2 separate regions of the Mus musculus genome follow, and region 1 is linked to region 2. Evidence: chromatin contacts called from public Micro-C data. All regions are on one chromosome and are shown on one strand. The core of a region is the stretch at or near the end of the contact, and the rest is flanking DNA. Distances in the headings are between cores, read along the strand shown. Region 1 holds the start of Igsf23 (immunoglobulin superfamily, member 23). Region 2 holds the start of Bcam (basal cell adhesion molecule).

Region 1 (4,958 bases), core at 770-3,269, 180 kb after region 2:
ACTAGCAACACACTACAACCCAGGGAAGAGGATGTGCATACAGAGGCTACAGTATAAGCTAGGTCTTTACGGTTGACCGCTGAACTGGCTATGACCCCCGTTGTGCTGGTGACAGGACTAGCAACCATTGTTATCTGGAGATGTCATCCTCCTGCCCCAGGGCCTACTTGCAGTAAAACACATAGGATACTTTTTTAATCTTCACACGAGAGTAAGAGGTCACTCTCAGTGTTCAGGTATCCCAACGAGCAGAGGTGGCCTCACTGGCTTTTTCCAAACTGCTTGGACTTAAGCATCAACTGACTTACGCTATCCCTTAAGTTCCGGGTGAGAAAGGCACCTTCAAAGGCAGATATGTGCATTTCCATCGGTCTCAGCGTCAGCCGCAGGCAGCTCTGCTGATCACACCACGAGAATGAGTGACGCCAGCAGCTAGCTCAAACTTGAGAGATCTGCCCTTTATCCGCCGAGGCTCTCGCTCTCAGTTAAAACCTTGTTCTTAAGAACACACTCAGGGCACAGCATGTTGTCCTCCAGGTTTGGGGGTGGAAATGTGCAGGCAGGAAGCAGGAAGAGGGCAATGAGAGGGCAATGGCTTTCCCTTTCTTAGCGGGTACCCAGGCTTGTCCAGTGTGGAACTGCAGCCGAACCCAACCACGCGAGTTCCCAGGAAGCCTTGTCCCATGAACCACACACCACTTTCCCCCCTTGACTTCCGATGATGCATTGGCTAGCACTGCCTCGAACTTCCTAGCAAGCACTGGATGCAATTCTGTCCCAAGATGCTAACACTACCTTGGTGGCGGGTGCAGTTACAATGGTGGTGCTGACTTCCTCATGGAGCGTAGGAGTTTGTCTTTCATGTCTGTTGAGCTATCTCACTCAAATACCCCTAAATTCCCATGTTTTTTCTTTTTGAGACAAGCTCTCATGTAGCCCAGGCTAGCCTTAAGCTCACAATATAACCGGGTTTGACTTGAACTCCTCATCCTCCTGCTTCCTCCCTAATGCTGGGACTCCTGTGTATATCAGCACACATGGTTTATCTGGAAGCCAGGGCCTCCTAAGCTAGGTGCGCACTGGACCAACTGAGACCGGCCTCAGGACCTGGTATATGAATGTTCGTATTGTTAGTTTGTTTGAGACAAGGTCTTGCTATGTAGTCCTGACTAGTGTGGCCTTCACTGAGTAGCATAGGTTGGCCTCGAATTCACAGCAATCCTCCCGTCTTAGTCTTCCCGGCTCTGAGATAATGCTGGGCTGTGATAATTTTATTAGGGCCGTGCTGCTCTGGCAGAAAGGGACAGGGCTCTGGAATTCTAACTCTGATCTTTGCCAGTCCTGGGTGATTAGCAGGGGAAGGTCCCTCTCTGATCTTCTAATTCTTCTTTGTAAAAAGAACTAGCACCTCCCCTGAGGCAGGCAGGATGTGACTGAGGTAAAGAGCCGGGCAGTGTAGGCACACACCTGTGCCCTCAGCGGTGGGGGGAGGGGCAGAGCTGAAGCAGGAGGATTGCAGGAACTTCTGAGCTATGCCGCGGAGTGGGCCTACCTAGCAAGACTAAAAAGGATCCCGCTCCACAACAAAAAGATTGCTGGCGAATTTGGAGCGCTCCGGTTTCATAACCAGGAGTTCTGTGCTGCGATCTATGTGGGCTCTCTGAGGGTGTCCCTTCTTTGTCCCCAGCCCGAGGTGAAGCCATGTTCGCTCTCTCACGAACCTGTTAGTAGAAGCGTCTCCCAGGCAGGAATGAGGCCACGGCCTGAGTCCCGAAGACAGTTCATGTCGTCCTCTGCCCTTGGACCTCTCAGGGAATTCTGGTAGAAGAACCTCGAGGACCCAGCCCCACTCCTCCGCAGACAGGGTCTCTGCCCTTGCTCCACCTCCTGCTAGGAGTCCCGCCTCAGCCTCTTCCTCCAGCACCCCTATTAGTGGTGGGAGGGGAGTGGGCTAACCTACGCTTTAGCATAGAGAATTCTAGGGTCCCCCGTCCTCTATAACCGGCGCAGACTGAATGCTGAGGAAGAAGGATGTGGCACTATACATAGCCTTCCCCTTGCCCGCGTCAGACGGGACTGAGGTCAAAGGTCAACTCGATAGGAGGCAGCTGGAGCCCTCCCCTTGGCTACACTGCCAGGTTCTCTATCAGCCAGCTCTGAGCCCAGCCCCTCTCTGGAAAATGACAGTGTGCCACAATCAGAGAGACATGGCCCAAGGGCCAGAACATTCCAGGCACTTGGTTAGGTGAATGGCAGTGGCTGCTAAAATTGAGCTATTTTTTTTGTTTGGTATTGTCGTTAGTGGTGTGTGTGTGTTTAAGTCAGAGTGTGCTTATTATTTGTCAACTTGACGTAAACCTAGACATATTTGGGAATAAAGAATCTCAGTTGGGTAGGCTGGAGAGATGGCTCAGCGGTTAAGAGCACTGACTGCTCTTCCAGAGGTCTTGAGTTCAAATCCCAGCAACCACATGGTGGCTCACAACCATCTGTAATGGGATTTGATGCCTTCTCCTGGTGTGTATGAAGACAGCTACAGTGTACTCATATAAATAAAATAAATAACTCTTTAGCCGGGTGTGGTGGAGCATGTCTTTAATCCCAGCACGGGCAGGGGCAGGGGCAGGGGCAGGGGCAGGGGCAGGGGCAGGGGCAGGGGCAGGGGCAGGGGCAGGGGCAGGGGCAGGGGCAGGGGCAGGGGCAGGGGCAGGGGCAGGGGCATTTCTGAGTTCGAGGCCAGCCTGGTCTACAGAGTGAGTTCCAGGACAGCCAGGGCTACACAGAGAAACCCTGTCTCGAAAACAAAACAAAACAAAACAAAACAAAACAAAACAAAACAAAACAAAACAAAACAAAACAAAACAAAACAAAACAAAACAAAACATCTCAGTTGGGGACTTGCCTCCATTAGATTGGCCTGTGAGAATATCTATAGGGCATTTGTGCTCTCTCTCTCTCTCTTCCTTCCTTCTTTTTTTTTCTTTGAGACAGGGTTTCTCTGTGTAGCCCTGGCTATCATGGAACCCTTGCTGTAAATCAGGCTGGCTGGCCTGCCTGCCTCTGCCTCCCTTGCTGGGACTACAGGTGTGTACCACCACAACCTGGCCTGGAATTTTCTTGATTCATGGCTGATATAGGAGGACCCATTCCACCTGGCAGGTGCCACCCCCAGGCAGGTCTTCCTGGAGTATATAAGAAACCAGGCTGAGCAAGCTGTGAGGGACCAACTGTGAGGGGCAAACTGTGAGGGGCCAGCTGTGAGGGGCCAGCTGTGAGGAGCCAGCTGTGAGGGGCAAGCTGTGAGGGGCAAACTGTGAGGGGCCAGCTGTGAGGGGCCAGCTGTGAGGGGCCAGCTGTGAGGGGCAAGCTGTGAGGGGCAAACTGTGAGGGGCAAACTGTGAGGGGCCAGCTGTGAGAGGCCAGCTGTGAGGGGCCAGCTGTGAGGGGCAAGTTAGGGAGTAGTTTTCCTCCATGGCTCCTGCTTCAGTTTCTTCCTCCAGGGTCCTGCCTTGAGTTCTTGCCCTGACTTACCTCACTGAAGGACCTGAGAATTGTAAGCCAAAACAAAGCCTTGCCCACTCAAATGGCTTTTGGTCACGGTGTTTTGTCACAGCAGTAGAAATCCTAACTAAGACATGGGGTATTACCATGTAGCCCTGGCTTGTCTGGAATTTGCTATGTAGACCAGGCTGGCCTCAAACTCACAGAGACCCACCTGCTTCTTCTTCCCCAGTGCTGGGATTAAAGGCCTTCGCCACCACAGTGGGCCTATATTATTGTTTTTGAACAGGCTCTCATGTGGCCTAAGCTGGCCTCAACTTCTCATATACAGCCAAGGCTGGCCTTGAATGCCTGACCATCTGCCTCCATGTCTGGAATAATGGATTCTGGACTGCTTGTTAGTGAATAAGAGAATGAAGAATTGATTGCGTCAGATAGGAGTGCCAGGATTTTAACTCAAATCCCCGTGACTCACAAGCTCATGCTTTCTCTCCCAGACACAGGTCCGCCCCGGGGGCAAAGGTCACTCAGGACTCTAATAATAACCATTATCGGATGACTCGGTTATTTATTGTCATTTACTACGCGGCAGGCTCAGTGATTTCTCTGTAGTTGTTTGAGCTGATTGGTTTTGTTTAATCAACTTGACACAAGCTAGGACTGTTGAGGTCTGCCCCCTTCAGCATAGCTGCAGCCATTTTGTTCCATGCCTGCCAGCTATCCCATACTATCCCTGTGATATGCCTGCCTGTCAGTGACACAGAAAAATAACTTGACTCAGAGCAGGGTCATATTGGCCACATACCCCGTTATGTTCTGTGTTAAGAGGTTTGTTAATCTTAAGAAATTCCACAACCATAAGCTTCGCTTCGGATCCATCAATTTAAATATGAACTGTTTTGCCTAAAATGGCTTGAGCCGGGGCCAACCATCCAGCAGCGCTTCCAGGGGAGAGGTCAGGTCAGGGCATTTGGACAATTCCACCAGACCCCTCCCCTCCTGGAAGAAAAAAAGGTCACGAAGCACTTAGGCACCCCTCCCCTCTGGAAAGGAGAGGTTTCATTACATTCCTTAGACCATGCGGGGTGGGGGTGGGGAGGCGACCATTGGCCACCTGCGGGTGGGGGAGGCCCCGAGCAGGTCAACACATTCAGTGACCATTGGCCACCTAGAGACAAAGAAAGTCCTTGCCACCTCATTCCCTAAAGACCAATCAGTTTAAAAGTCACGCTGTTCTGCCAACACATCGTGCCTAATGGCTGCTGCTCTGATAAATACTTGCTGAATGACTGTATAAATCATATGAAGTACTGTATAAATACTTGCTGAATATCTGCGTGCGGGGTCGCCACGTCTCCTTCGGTGTAGGATGGCCCCAATGTACTGGAACAATAAATTCCTCTTGCTTTTGCATCAACTCCTGGCTCTGCGAGGTTCACTCAGGGGGTCCTGGTAAG
Region 2 (4,908 bases), core at 1,423-3,922:
AGCCTAGGAGTGTTGAGGATTGAGCTCAGGTCCTCAGGAAAAGAACCAAGTGCTATAGTCGGGCGTGGTGGCACACACTTTTAATCCCAGCACTTGGGATGCAGGCGGATTTCTGAGTTTGAGGCCAGTCTGGTTGACAGAGTGAGTTCCAGGACAGCCAGGGCTACACAGAGAAATCCTGTCTCAAAAAAACAAACAAACAAACAAACAAACAAGAACCAAGTGCTATTATGTTGACTCCTAGCTCCTTCCTCTGTGTCCCTCATTGTCCCATGTCTCCTGTGTCTCACTCTCCTTGCCCCATCATCTCTCACTTCCTCTCCTTCCCTCTCGTCTCTGGAGGCCCTCACTCCAGCACTGTTCCACAGGGGAACCGCTTCCCCACGCCCGTCCTGCACAGACATGAGGCCAAAGCCTTCCTCCTCACCAACCTCCTCATCTGTGAAGTGGAAAGGCAGCTTCTGATAGCTCTGTGTAAGGGTCTTCTGAGCAGACGACCAGTGTAGGCAGAGCTAATGGCTGCCAAGGTGACCAGGCCACCGGGTCCTCCCTCCTCCCTCCTCCTCCCTAGCTCCCAGCGCAGAGCACTCACGAGGAACCATTCCAGCACGTAATGCTCAGGGTGCTCCCGTGGAGTGCAGTCCAGGGCGACTTGCTCGCCTCGCATCACCTCCACCCGTGGGGGCACGGACACGTGCAGCTCAGCCTGGGCACCTGCAGAGCAGTGCAGCATCGAATTCCACCCAATGCTATCAACAAGGAGAGCCCTCCAGGCCCCCGCCTCCTCCCTCGGACACAGATCCTCTCTCTCTCCTTGGTCATCTCTGAGCCTGGGTCCTGTCAGTATTTCTCTAACTCTTCTTTTTAGAAATAGGGTTTTACCGTGTAGCCTTTACTGCCTGGAATCCTGCTAGCTATGTGAACCAGGTTAGCCTTGAACTCACAGAGATCTACAGCTGCTTCTGCCTCCTTCCTGATTAAAGTCCCATGCCACTGGCTCGGCCTCTCAGACTTGTAAGGCTTAAAGTAAAGCCTTCTCCAGCACTTGAAGCTAAAGTCTGGCTTCTTCACCAGTTATAGCAAATGTCCCCTCAAGGAAAGGCCAGGCCTGGCTCTCCTCTTGGCCTCCAGCAAACAGGACAAGACTTAGCCTGGGGCTAAATAACAGGTCTTTCTCCATCTTAGTCCCATCCTATCTCATGGCTCCATCCTATCTTCTCCAGTAGCTCCCGGGGGCCCTCTGCTCTCTCATGTGTGGGGGGCCAGGGTGTGGGCTGCAGCTGGGCCAGAAGCTGGATGGGTGTGTGGGAGTGGCAAGGGGGGACAGGGCTGGGCAGGTTTCAGGAATGTGGGAGGGTCAGGCTGGCTGAGACCTGCCCAGCTTGGCGCCAGAGCCCCCTACCCGCCCCTTGACAACACCCCCCCCCCATCTCTTTACCAGAGAAGCTTGAAAAGGGTGAGGTGAGTCACCTGGGCAGAGGTGAGGCTGGGTCCTGAGGGAGAAAGGACTGGAAGTTTAGACAACTAGCTGCCCGAGGTATAGCAGGCTGCATGTGGGAAACACGGATCTCTGAGTCCTAGGGACCTGAGAACTTGGGTCTTGGATTCCTGTCAGGGTCTGGCAGGTAGCACGGTTCTTGCTGAGAATCTACCCTCTGGGCTGGCATCATTCCTTTCCCGCCTAACCTGGCACAGACTACTCCTGGGTTCCCACTCTATATCACGTTTGTGCCAGGAGCCTTGGTTCTCAGGCACCCACCTCTGGGCCCAGCCTGTCCCAGGGGAGCTGGTTGGGGGCCAAGCTGGTGCTCTGGACTGGTTGTGAGCAGCCAAGCAGCCAGATATCCTGTCTTCCCTGATCTCTCTTCACCCTGTCCCCAGTGTCCCCCCGCCCCTGTTTCTCCTCCCCACTTCACCACATGCAGGTGTGTGGATTTATCGGGGCCCTCAGGAAAGGGGCCCTGTCAGTCGGAAAACACTGTTCCACCTTCTCTGTCAGGCTCGGTTCTTCCGGCCCTTTCAGAGAGAGGCGGGTCCTTTAGAGGCAGCCTAAACTCTGAATTTTGGGGAAACCCTAACATTCTAGAAAGTGCTTTAACCGCAGGGTCCCCCGTTTCTCTGAGGAAACTCTGAGCTTAATCACTTAGAGAACAGCTCCGGGATGCTAATCTTCAGTATCTTAGCAGAACCTATTTTGACTATGGGGGAGGGGAGGGGCTGGACTCCAGTCTAAGGGACTAGGGGCTACAGATCCCAGATTCCAGGTACTCAAGGTTATTAGGGGTCGCAGGGCTTAGACTCCAGGATTCCCAAAGAGCTGGGGAGGGACAGCTGTCTCAGATGTGTTTGCTCCAGAGCTAGGGTATCCTTAGCTCTCAGATCGGGTGCACCCCAAGGCCTCCCGCCTTCCTCCCTACTGGGGAATCCCTAGATTGTGATCCCTGGGGAAATGGAAGCTTGTTCCCCTTGTCTTCTCGGGGACTCCAGGGGCCTGCCCCACAAGCCCCAACCTCAAGTTTCAGCTCTGCCCTCAGCCCCAAGTCATACCTGAGTAGCCCGACAGCAGGAAGGTGAGCCACAGCAGCCCTGCGCGGGCGTCAGGGGGTTCCATGTTCCCTGCAGTGGCGGCAGTGACTGAGCCCGGGCGAGGCTCTCCGCCGCCCTGAAGCTGGCAGCGGAGGCCAGGCCCCTGACCACGCCCCTGACCACGCCCACCCCATCCCCAAGCTGGGCGCAGGGCCAAGACCTCCCACTGCCCTGAGAGGACCTCCCACCCTCGCGCGCGCGGGGACCCGCTAGCACCGCCGCGCGCTGCTCCATCCAACCCACGCCTGCGGCTCTCCTCCTCAGCCGTGGGGACCGACCCTCCAGTCAAGCCTCGAGCTGGAATCTAAGGGAAAGCGCGCAGATACTCGTTCCCTTCCTTCCTGGCCACCTGCGGGGTCTTGACACGCATGCCCAAGGTGGCATGTGGCCCTCGACTGCAGGTGAATCTTTTTCCTAGTTTATTTTCTTTTTGGAGTCGGTGGCCCACTGTAGCTCAGGCTGGCCTTCTGCCTCAGTTTCCCAAGTACTGGGATTACAAGGGTGAGCCATCGCCCTGGTTTGTGAACTGTCGGTTTTGACCAGCGGTCCCTGATGTGATTAGTTGCCTGTGCTGGTCTCTCTTTGTAGTCTCTCCTGCATGACCGGCTCTTCCCTGAGTGCCCTAGGATGCCCTCCCCTTAGAGGCAGCCACCTTGCTGGGAAGCGCCCCTCCTCTGACTGAGCAGTGGCCTGGAACTGGTCAGGTCAATCTTTTCTCTAATGGGTTTTCAATTCCCAGTCCTGGTCGGCCTCTTTGGTGATGAGGTGGGGATGGGGTGCCCCTCCCTCTGCTCTGCTCTGCTCTCCTTGACTCCTTCACTTCCCCCCATCCAGGGAATCCAAGGAATGTCACCCCCCTTCCGCCTTCCTTCTCTGCCCGCCATTCCTTCCCCACCTTGGGGGGAGGGGAGGAGAAGTGGGCTGGCGCGTCGGCAGGTGAGTGGCTGAGGGAAAGAGCAGGCTGCTAGGACCGCGGGATGGAAGAGAGGGTCACAGGTCAAAGTAAGGGGTCACAGATCAGTCTACTCCAGGATCCTCACACGCCGAGGCAGTGTGGAACAAAATCCCAAGAATGCTGGATGGGGGCTGGAGAAGGAGGGTTCTGCCTCTGTTCAGAGGGTAGAAACTAGCCTGGGATACTGCTATGGATGGGGGGTGGTATAATTGTGGGTCATGCTGAGAGAGGGTCCTCCCCCTCCAGTCTCTGGCCAGTCTGAGGGTGACCAGCGTTGAGCTGCCCTGTGAGCCAAGGTTTTACCCATCAGTCCTAGTGGAAAGGCTTATGTTGTAGGTTTTGGCAGGGCTCTCAAAGCTGTTTTAGCATTCCCTGTCACAGGAAGCAATTGTGAAACCAGGAAAAGTGACCTTTGCGTGGGGCTCCTTCATCCCCTCTCCAGGAAGTCTTTCTTCAACCTTCTCCTGTCACATAAGTCCCTGCAAATCTCTGGACCCCCTTGTCAGCTCTACACGCCCAGAGATACATCTATCTCCTCTGTGTGACTCCCAGCCACCGTAAAAGTCCAGGCTGTCCCACATCTCAATCCCACCCCACAGCAGGCAAGAAAGGGTTGCCAGATGTATACTCAAAGGCTCAGAGGCTCACACGAAAATGCCACCCATAGCTACCCAGGTACAGTGGTCCACTCCAGAGTAGACAAATGTATCCCAGGGTGAGCAAACTGACACGGGGGTCCAGAGATTTGCAGGGAGGTGTTCAACAGACAGAAGAGGGTTGAAGGAGGACTTCATGAAGAGGAGATGAAGGGGCACCTGACACTCAAGAGGAGTTTGGGAGATCAGAACCCAGCCTCTCTCTAAGCAGCCATCACAGTACATACTGGCTATCCCAGCTCTGGCGAGGTGGAGGCAGGAGGATCATTAGTTCAATCAATCATCTTTGGCTGTTGTTGAGTTTTAGGACACCTGGGTGTGGTCGTGGGCTCCTTTAATCCTATCTCTCAGGAGGCAGAGGCAGGTGGATCTCAGTGCTTAAGACCAGCCTGGTCTACAGAGCAAGTTCCAGGACAGCCAAGTCTACACAGTGAGGTACTACCTCTAAAAAATCAAAACAAATGAACCAAAAACTCAACCAAATAGAAAGAGTTAGAGAATAACCTGTGCTCCATGAGGTCCTCTCTCAAAAACAAAAACAAAACAAAACAAAACAAAAATGGCTGGAGAGACGGCTCAGCTGTTCAGAGCACTTAAGGCTCTTGCAGAGTACCCAAGTTCAGATCCCAGTACCCATGTCCCATCGGGTGACTCATAACAGCCTATAACTCCATTTCCAGGGGATTTGATTCCTTCTCAAAATTGATGGCT

Evidence for each region. A called contact is a pair of places that touch in the nucleus more often than the background predicts.
Region 1: a Micro-C map of embryonic stem cells shows a contact between it and region 2. The contact joins the promoter of Igsf23 here to the promoter of Bcam in region 2. A contact is called at or near these places in 1 of 39 promoter capture datasets (stem cell-derived epiblast-like cells), 4 of 484 Hi-C or Micro-C datasets (B cells, CD8 T cells and embryonic stem cells), 1 of 115 datasets of contacts at active chromatin or transcription factors (microglia) and 4 of 9 other capture datasets (adipose tissue, embryonic stem cells, liver and 1 more).

Annotation. Positions count from the first base shown.
Region 1 is chr7:19,948,724-19,953,681 of GRCm38.p6, forward strand. Igsf23 (immunoglobulin superfamily, member 23) reads right to left here and starts at 2,020. Exons shown (of 5, transcript NM_027308.2): 1 at 1,722-2,020. The coding sequence starts at 1,785.
Region 2 is chr7:19,767,860-19,772,767 of GRCm38.p6, forward strand. It overlaps Bcam (basal cell adhesion molecule), which reads right to left and starts at 2,673. Exons shown (of 15, transcript NM_020486.2): 1 at 2,548-2,673; 2 at 593-714. The coding sequence starts at 2,611.